Regions from separate parts of the Zea mays genome. Here region 2 is linked to region 1. A link is a contact called in public Hi-C data. All regions are on one chromosome and are shown on one strand. Each heading gives the region's core, a stretch centred on a gene start, on an enhancer-like site or on the middle of the called end of the contact. The rest is flanking DNA. Distances are from core to core; before and after follow the strand shown.

Region 1 (4,046 bases), core at 848-3,347:
TCGAGAGAGCTCTCGATGTCGCGCGCCCTTTGATGCTTCCACCTCTAACATCGGCATGATGATGACGATAGGGAGAGCAGTGTCTCCAAAATCTTGCTCTACTAAAGAGGTAGCACACATTGAGATAGATCTAGTTTTTGGGAGCAGTCACACGACCGATTGCCGAGTTGGTTTGTACTATGACATCTACGGAATTTAACGACAAAGTAGTCTCGAGTGATCCTTGCTGTGAGATGATGCGAGGAATTTCTCCTCGTAATTTTTTGGTCGGCGTGTTTCACGTGGATATGCTTTTATTTGCTACGTACGGTCTATCTATAGTGCACATAGGGATTGTTTTATAAATCAATTTGATATTAAAAGTATGTATTCTTCTCAGAGATAGTATGTAATAAAAACTAAAATTAAATCCTGTTACAATTTGGAAATGGGCGTACTAGGAAAATTGCTTTTTATATGGCCTTCCTTTGAAATGAAGGCGTGAGATTCCCCAGTTTAGACGATCGACCATTGATGCCTGATTGGCCAGTCACGAGGCGGGGCCCGATCGTTGCTGCAGACCCATCGGCACACGCAGACGCCTGATTGCGATGCTCTTTCTTGTCGGGATATTTTTGTACGCGACCAATAACTTCGGTACAGTCGTGTAAGGGGTCCAGTAGCGTTTTTTTAAATCCTTTTTATTACAGTTTCCCCCTTCCGATCAGATCCCTAGTGTCTGGAGATGTTTGTTACCGGCGACGACGATTGCTAGTACGAAGGATCGTCGTAGAGCTGGAGCATATGCCGACCCAGATCCCATTTTCTGAGTCCCGATGGATTGGTTGCGAACTCGTGCGTGCGGCAGCCAAGCAAAGCTTCCCCGCGCTAGCTGCTCCCGATCCGTGCATCTTTACGCGTGGATGCTCTTTTATGGTGGGTTGGTTGTTATTTGTTAGCCAGTAAGGAGATGTTTCGTTCCGAACTGTCACATCAAGTATTTAAAATAATTATGAATATTAAATAATGGCTTGATTAGGCTTGTCTTTTAGTTTTTATTTGTATAGTTAGTTTTATAATTAGACTGCATTTAATATCTGTAATTATTATTCGAATATACGTTTGATGTGATAAACTAAAATTTAGTTGGCTGGAACCAAACATTTCTTGATGTCGATCCGGCTTTTGAATGTTCCGTCAATAATGAAGACATGTCAAAGACTATTTTTTCCCCTTATCGGTAAACAAGAAATATTTTATTCTTTTTTCTCATTTTCTTCTCGTTATCATTATAAGGGCATAAATTTATTATATAGAAAGGTAGAGTGACTCAGGCATATGTTTGATACTAGCCGACGTAACCTTTTATAGGGTTTCTTAACATCTGGTATCAAATTTTAATTCATGAACTAAACTGGTGTGCTGGGCTCTATCGATTCTATTAAAAAAGGTCATTGTCTATCACGCATACAAAGGTATATATGGTCATATAGAACATATATACTCTTTGTCGCTGATTTTAATTGATGAACGAGATTGATAACTATGATTTACCAAAACTGATTATAAGCATGAGGCCAAAACTCTTTTTTTTTGTAAAATGGGACCCCAAAATTGACTTGGGGAGCATGAGGCCGCCGCCGCCTCCAAAGCCAGGCCAGAGTCGGCCCATTTCTATCCTTAGCTGTACTGAAATGCTGATACTCTTTTTGTATCTTCTAATAATAGGGGGTCGCTGGTTGGATTCTGCTGGACTGCTGCTGATACTATGGGCTGGCCCGTTTTCCGTTGGGCGTGGCGCTATGGGCCCAGCGTGTAAGTTATCCTCCGAATAGCCTAGCACCCCCGGTGGTCGGCCTGGACAACCTAGTAGGATAAAACAAAGCAGTGGGGCCGTGGTGAGCCTCTGTTAGGTGGTCCCAGGAATAAAACAAGAATATCCCGCGGCCAACTCCACTCGACTCGTTGATAACGTGCACGGTTTCCCTGTCGTCCGTCCAAGTACGTTCGTGCCAGCTCACGTGTGCATGCCGAACCGTTTCTGTTGTCTAGCGTGGCGCACTTGCACACGTGATCGATCGTCTTCTTTCTCGCGAAACACACGCCGTTTGCTGCTCGTCATGCCAAAGATGTCATTATATGGCAGAGAAGGATGTGACAACATATAGCTGTAGACCTTGGCACAAGCATGCGATGCGAGCAGTTTCAAACCTCGTGGGCAGAGCAGCACAACACAGCATTCTTTGGCGGAGCACGAGGGGGCCCACGCCTGAATGCCAGGCCTGGCCGCGACGTGTCGCGCCTCGCCCTCCCCGACTCCACTCCACTCCACTCCACTCGCCCGCGCCCGCCGCCCGCGTGCTCCTCCCTCGCGCCCCGCCCCGCCCCGCCCCTATCTATATCCATTCCCGCTCGTCCCCCTCAACAACCCTCCTCACCGCGCACTCGTGTTCGTGTCATCCCGCCCGCAGGCCGCAGTCCATGGCCACCGCCAGCCTCGCGCTCTCGCTGCGCCTCGCGCCGTCCTCGCGCCCGCTGAGCCTCCGCCGCCGGGGGGCCGCCGGCGTCACCTGCCGCGCCACCACCGCCACGTTCCACCAGCTCGACGCCGTCGGTGAGTGCCTGTGCCTCGATCCGAGGCCGTGTCTGTTCCGCCGGATTGGGACCGGGCGTGCTGCAGTTTTGGTTAACTATTAATGCCGTCGAGGTACGGTCTCGTTTCTCGTGTGCGCGCGCGCAGCGGTGAGGGAGGAGGAGTCCAGGTTCCGGACGGCGGCGGCGGAGGGCCGCAACCTGCTGCCGCTCACGAGGTGCATCTTCTCCGATCACCTCACGCCCGTGCTAGCGTACCGCTGTCTCGTTAAGGAGGACGAACGCGATGCGCCCAGCTTTCTCTTCGAGTCTGTCGAGCAGGGGTCCGAGGGCACCAATGTGGTGAGTAGTGGATTCGCCACCCGTGACACCCGCCTGACTGTCGTCCTATGGTCTGATGCTCCAGGCATTTCACCGAGCATGTGATTTGCAGGGGAGGTACAGCGTGGTCGGGGCGCAGCCTTCTATGGAGGTCGTGGCCAAGGCTAACCATGTGACGGTCATGGACCATGAGATGAAGTCGAGGAGGGAGCACTTCGTGCCTGATCCCATGAGGATCCCCAGGACAATCATGGAGCAGTGGAACCCGCAGATTGCTGACAGCCTCCCTGATGCATTTTGTGGTACAGTTTTGCCCCCGCCCTCTTCCTGGTACCTTGTTTTAGAATGCGAAGCATCTTAAATTGTTGTCATAGTGTCACTTGCCATAGATCTGTGGAATTGCTTGAGGTAAAAACATCCTCTGCTGCCTCTTGCTTTACATACTTGGGGTGAGGGTGAAACAATGCCATTTCTACTCATGGTATGGGTCTATACTTTCTACAGCAGCACATGATTCCATACTTGTCATGTTCTCTCTCCATGCACATGTTGCTGGTACCCCCTCCATCTCAAAATGATAGTAGTATTTTAATGAGGAAAAAGTCTAACAAAATAGACTCCGGCCGTTATTTTTTTCTCACTGCATGTTGTTATTTGCTAATAAATCAATCTAAAATTAGAGGACACTTTGGGTATAAGTCTATTGATACAAGTTTCATATCCTAATCTTGTAGGTAATTTGAATAACTGTTGATCTAAATTTGTAAATTTTGACTCCTTCAGTAGCTAGAATGTTGTTTGGTGATATACTAATATTATTTCTCTTTGATATCTAGAATGCTCCTTATGGAGGACATGGGGATAGTTCTTTGTTATGTATCAATTACAGTCACAATATTTGTATGATATTTTGTAGGAGGATGGGTTGGATTCTTCTCATATGATACAGTGCGTTATGTTGAAACAAAGAAGCTTCCTTTCAGTAAGGCACCACATGACGATAGGAACCTTCCTGACATTCATTTAGGCCTCTATAGTGACGTCATTGTGTTTGATCATGTTGAAAAGGTATGCACCATATACACCGTCCTTTTATATGTTTCAGTTGATTAGATAATGCTCTAGTTTGTAATTTATACATGGTTAGCATACTC
Region 2 (4,022 bases), core at 764-3,263, 230 kb before region 1:
GGTGGGTAGTGCTGCGAATATGGCCAGAGTTTTTTTTTTTTTTTGGGCCAGCACGAGCACGGCACGAAAATAGGAGTCTAAAGTACGACCCGACACGAAGTAATACGGACCGAGATAGCACGGCTCGAAGGCGGGTCTGAGTTGAGCCTTAAATTCTGGTCTGTTACCTTTGACACGGCCTGCACAGATGGGCCAGCACGACATAATTAAACCTAAGTTGTTTAATTTCTTTAATTTAGTAACCTATCAACCTTATATTGTTGTGTTATTTATAGTTTATGTGGTCAGATGATGTTAGAATTATTTAATATCTTTAATTTAGTAGGTTATGGACTTTAAGTGGGTGTAACATTTTGATTTTATGTGTTCGAATATATGGGTCGGGCTTAGACCGGCATAGCCTAACAAAGACACATCGTGCTTTAGGGCATGACGATGGGCTTGGACTGAGCCGACCCACTAGCTGTGGGGCTGCCCAGTGTTGCTGGACAGGAGTACATCTGCAATGCAAAAAAAAAAAAAAAACCATAAATGCGGTTTTAAGATGGCACCGGACGACGACCAGATGCGGGGATCTGACGGCAGCAGATAATGCGGGGTGGTTCTTGGAAGGGAGATGCTGGCTTGGGAAAAGAAATAAAGAAAAGAGCCGCTGCACTGCATCGCCCTCGCTGCGTCGCAAGGAATGGAAATCCTGCTGCGCGCTGGCCGCTGGTCTTTTGACCGCGACACGCGCTTGAAATAAAGCTGGGGCCTGAACCTGATGGGGAGCTTGGACTTGTTGGTTTCTGGGCGCTCTCGGTCTCCCTGCGAGTGCGACTGCGACTGCAAGGTGGACATCCTGTCTGCATGATTGGCTTTCGTTTCGTGCCGTCCCATCACAAGCTCAAGCATCGCAACACACCTCACTGACACGGGAACCCTCCATTTGCAGTCGCAGTTGCAATTCGCGAGGACAAAGGGCAGAGAGGAGGGTTTAGGCTTTCTCCGGTGACATTCGGATGCGAATGCGTATTTAGGGAGTCCGTGAGCCGCTGCGTCTGTGCATTTAACTGGAGTGCTCCAGCAGCTCTCTTATCCGGCCTCGTATTGCTGTTTCCGGCCATATCGCAGTTATCCAGAATATGCGAGGAGGAGAGAGAAGTGTGGATTTGCGCATGCTGAAGCCAGGCCTCCAATTATGCGATACCATATACGCATGCTGCTGGGATCGGTACAATACGTAAATTGAGGATGCGAGCCCCTTTACGAATCCTGCTGGAGAAAGCCTTACAGACAGACACTTTGTTCGAGCAAAAAACCAAAATTACTACTAGACGATTCATTCATTCTAATTTAATTAGGCACTCAACTCCACTCCACGGAGCAGCAGTCCAAGTTATCAAACAAACAAACAAACAACACACGCACCGGCTAATCCATGTCTAAAGTAAGCTCACCTTCTCACTTTCACACACACGCACGCACGCACGCCAACCAAGGGAGACGAAGCAAAGAACGCTTCGAAACCTTGTGCAGTGCAGTCCTACCAGAAGCATGCAGACTCGGCGGCACCGGCGGCGGCGGCGGCGCGGGGCCTGCCGGCGCCGGAGAGGCGGCCGTAGCGGGAGGAAGAGCGGCGGCGGGCGGCCCAGCCGAAGCAGAGGCGGAGGCGCGCGCGGAGGCGGCGGAGGCCCGTGGCGGCTGCGCGGCGCAGGCGGCGCATCCCCGCCCAGACGACGCGCCTGGCGCGGGCGCGCGGGGGGAGCGCCGCCGCCGCGTCGGCGTCGCGCGAGAAGTGGTAGCTGCGGAGGAACAGCTGCCGCCGCTCCACCTGCCGCTCCCACCGCGCCATCTGCTCCAGGTACGGCACGGACGCCACGCGGACGGACATGGCGGCGCGGCGGCGGCGACGGCTCTTTCGTCCCTTCGTCCTTGCCCCTGCCCCTGCTGCTATATATATGCTCTGCGTCGCGTGTCTAGGGAGGAGGCGCAGACAGGAACGGCTCTGCGACGTGGGATGGGAGTTGTGGACGTGGAAGAGGACGAAGGGGGAGGGGCAGAATTAATAGTGTGGTGGGCTGGTGGCGGGAGTCGCGGCGGCGAGGGGGAGGGAGGAGACGAAGCGGAGGAGGCGTTTTGGTTTTTTTTTGGCTGCGCGAGGGGAAGGGCAGGGGAGATGTTTGGAGTGGGAGAGCGGAGGGTGGGCGGCTTTATGCTTTCTTGGACGTTTTGCTTCCACAAATCGACCTCCCCGATTTTTTTTTTTTTTTTTGGCTAGGCGGATGGATGGGTTGGAATTTTAGCACTCTCGTTTATTTGACGCAACGAGTAAACCGTTATATAACCTGGCAGGCCACTATAGCTTAGCGGTCAAGTTCAGAACACAAACTAGCTAGCTAGCTAGCTCATTTCTAGTTTAAGTAACTCGTACTCGATCGTGAATCAGCGCTTTAAATATGAACAATGAAGCATCCATGCTTACACTATTTGAGTTACTATATATATATATATATATATATTTACCATTAGTCTATCGTTGGTTTATGTCTAATTGATTTTTTTAAGGTATGAATGAAAACAGAAAGGGTCACTGGGTCAGCACTTTTATGTAGTAGGACAATGTTATTGGAAGCTTAATACCACTTTTATTAATTAATTAATCCACGACGCAGACGTCAGTCCACGCACGACGAAGGCCCGCTACGCTTTCCCCTTCCCCCGTCTCTGTTTTTTGCACGCAAGAAGTGTGAGCGTTTAACAGCACGCGCCGTTCCGGGGTGGGTGGGTCCACCAACCCATGATGAATGGCTGGCAGACGGGGTATTGCTATTGCTATGGGTGTTACTCCATCGTACCGTAGTTAGTACTTAATCTCTTTGAAAAAGTCAACTGTGTTTTTACTCGCATCGAACGTACGTACAGTACGTACTCTACAAAATATAACATTGGCATTTCGCAGTTCATGATTAACGTTGTTTATAGTAGTACTATCCCATCCCTTGTGGTGGTGTGGTGTACGGACGGCGAAAGGACCGTTGGATGGGACAGGATCTGACCCCTCCCTCACGTGATACGATCATCTCCACCACCACGCCCTGCGCTTTCTGGATTCTCCAAAAATCCGCTGCCAGCCAGCCAGCCTCACCCTCCTGCCAATCCTGGTGGATTTTGTTTCCTTTTTTCTTACTGCACGGACAGGTAGGTGCGATTAAATGTTTGGGCAGAATGTTTCCGATTATCTGCGCAATTCGTTGCGAGTTTCTGTGTAGACAATACGTAATAAACATACGAACCGTGTGTTTGTTGAATACTGAAAATCGTGAGATGGTTCTAATTTTTCTTTTTCTTTTTGGGCATATACCCCCTTTTGTCGCATGTCGCATCGCATCGCATGCCCCGACAGGCAGATGCACACGAGGGACCAAATGGAACGAATTGACAATGAGATGCCAGCACCCGCGTCGCCTAGGACCTCTTTGTTTGGTCAAAAACCAGACCTGCTTTGGTCCTACATATGCTCTCACTAAGTCAGATTATGACTATTATTCGCTCCCTAGCTAGCTAGCTAGCTGGCTACCGCTTGCTGTCAGGCAGCCAACTAGGCTATGCTAGCCAACTAGGCGCTTGCATCGCGTGCAAAACCATTCAACACCCCCATCTGTTTCATGGCGTCTAGTCTCAGCAGCATCACATATGCTCGACGAATGATTAGCCAATGATGAGAGGCAATCGACTCGGTCTCGGTGGCTGCATACTGCAGTGCTCGCTTCACGCTACTGCCGCCTTGCATGCACATACACACACAAAAAAAAATGGACGTGTCTGGTCTGCCAGCGGCACTGCTGCAGATCGACGCTACGTACGTTAACGTGTTGCTGATATATAGTCAAACCAAATAGTAATCTCATCTCAAGGCACGTTGGAATCTGAACACACGTACACTTCCACGATTACAACTTGCCAACGAAGCAATCAGATTATTATTATTAGTACTAGTACAGTACATATGATATACGTGTGTCACTACCGTTAATAAGTAC

The links. Hi-C and Micro-C count contacts between places; a contact is called where the count stands out from the background.
Region 2: a Hi-C map of ear shows a contact between it and region 1, with 1.7 times the contacts expected there. The contact joins the promoter of LOC100275098 here to the promoter of LOC103644282 in region 1. A contact is called at or near these places in 2 of 25 Hi-C or Micro-C datasets (ear and leaf).

The regions. Positions count from the first base shown.
Region 1 is chr1:301,965,498-301,969,543 of Zm-B73-REFERENCE-NAM-5.0, reverse strand. It overlaps LOC103644282 (anthranilate synthase alpha subunit 1, chloroplastic), which reads left to right and starts at 2,097. Exons shown (of 11, transcript XM_020547035.3): 1 at 2,097-2,593; 2 at 2,720-2,913; 3 at 3,005-3,194; 4 at 3,809-3,960. The coding sequence starts at 2,119.
Region 2 is chr1:302,196,674-302,200,695 of Zm-B73-REFERENCE-NAM-5.0, reverse strand. It overlaps LOC100275098, which reads right to left and starts at 2,013. Exons shown (of 1, transcript NM_001176994.2): 1 at 1,296-2,013. The coding sequence starts at 1,873. The coding sequence ends at 1,526.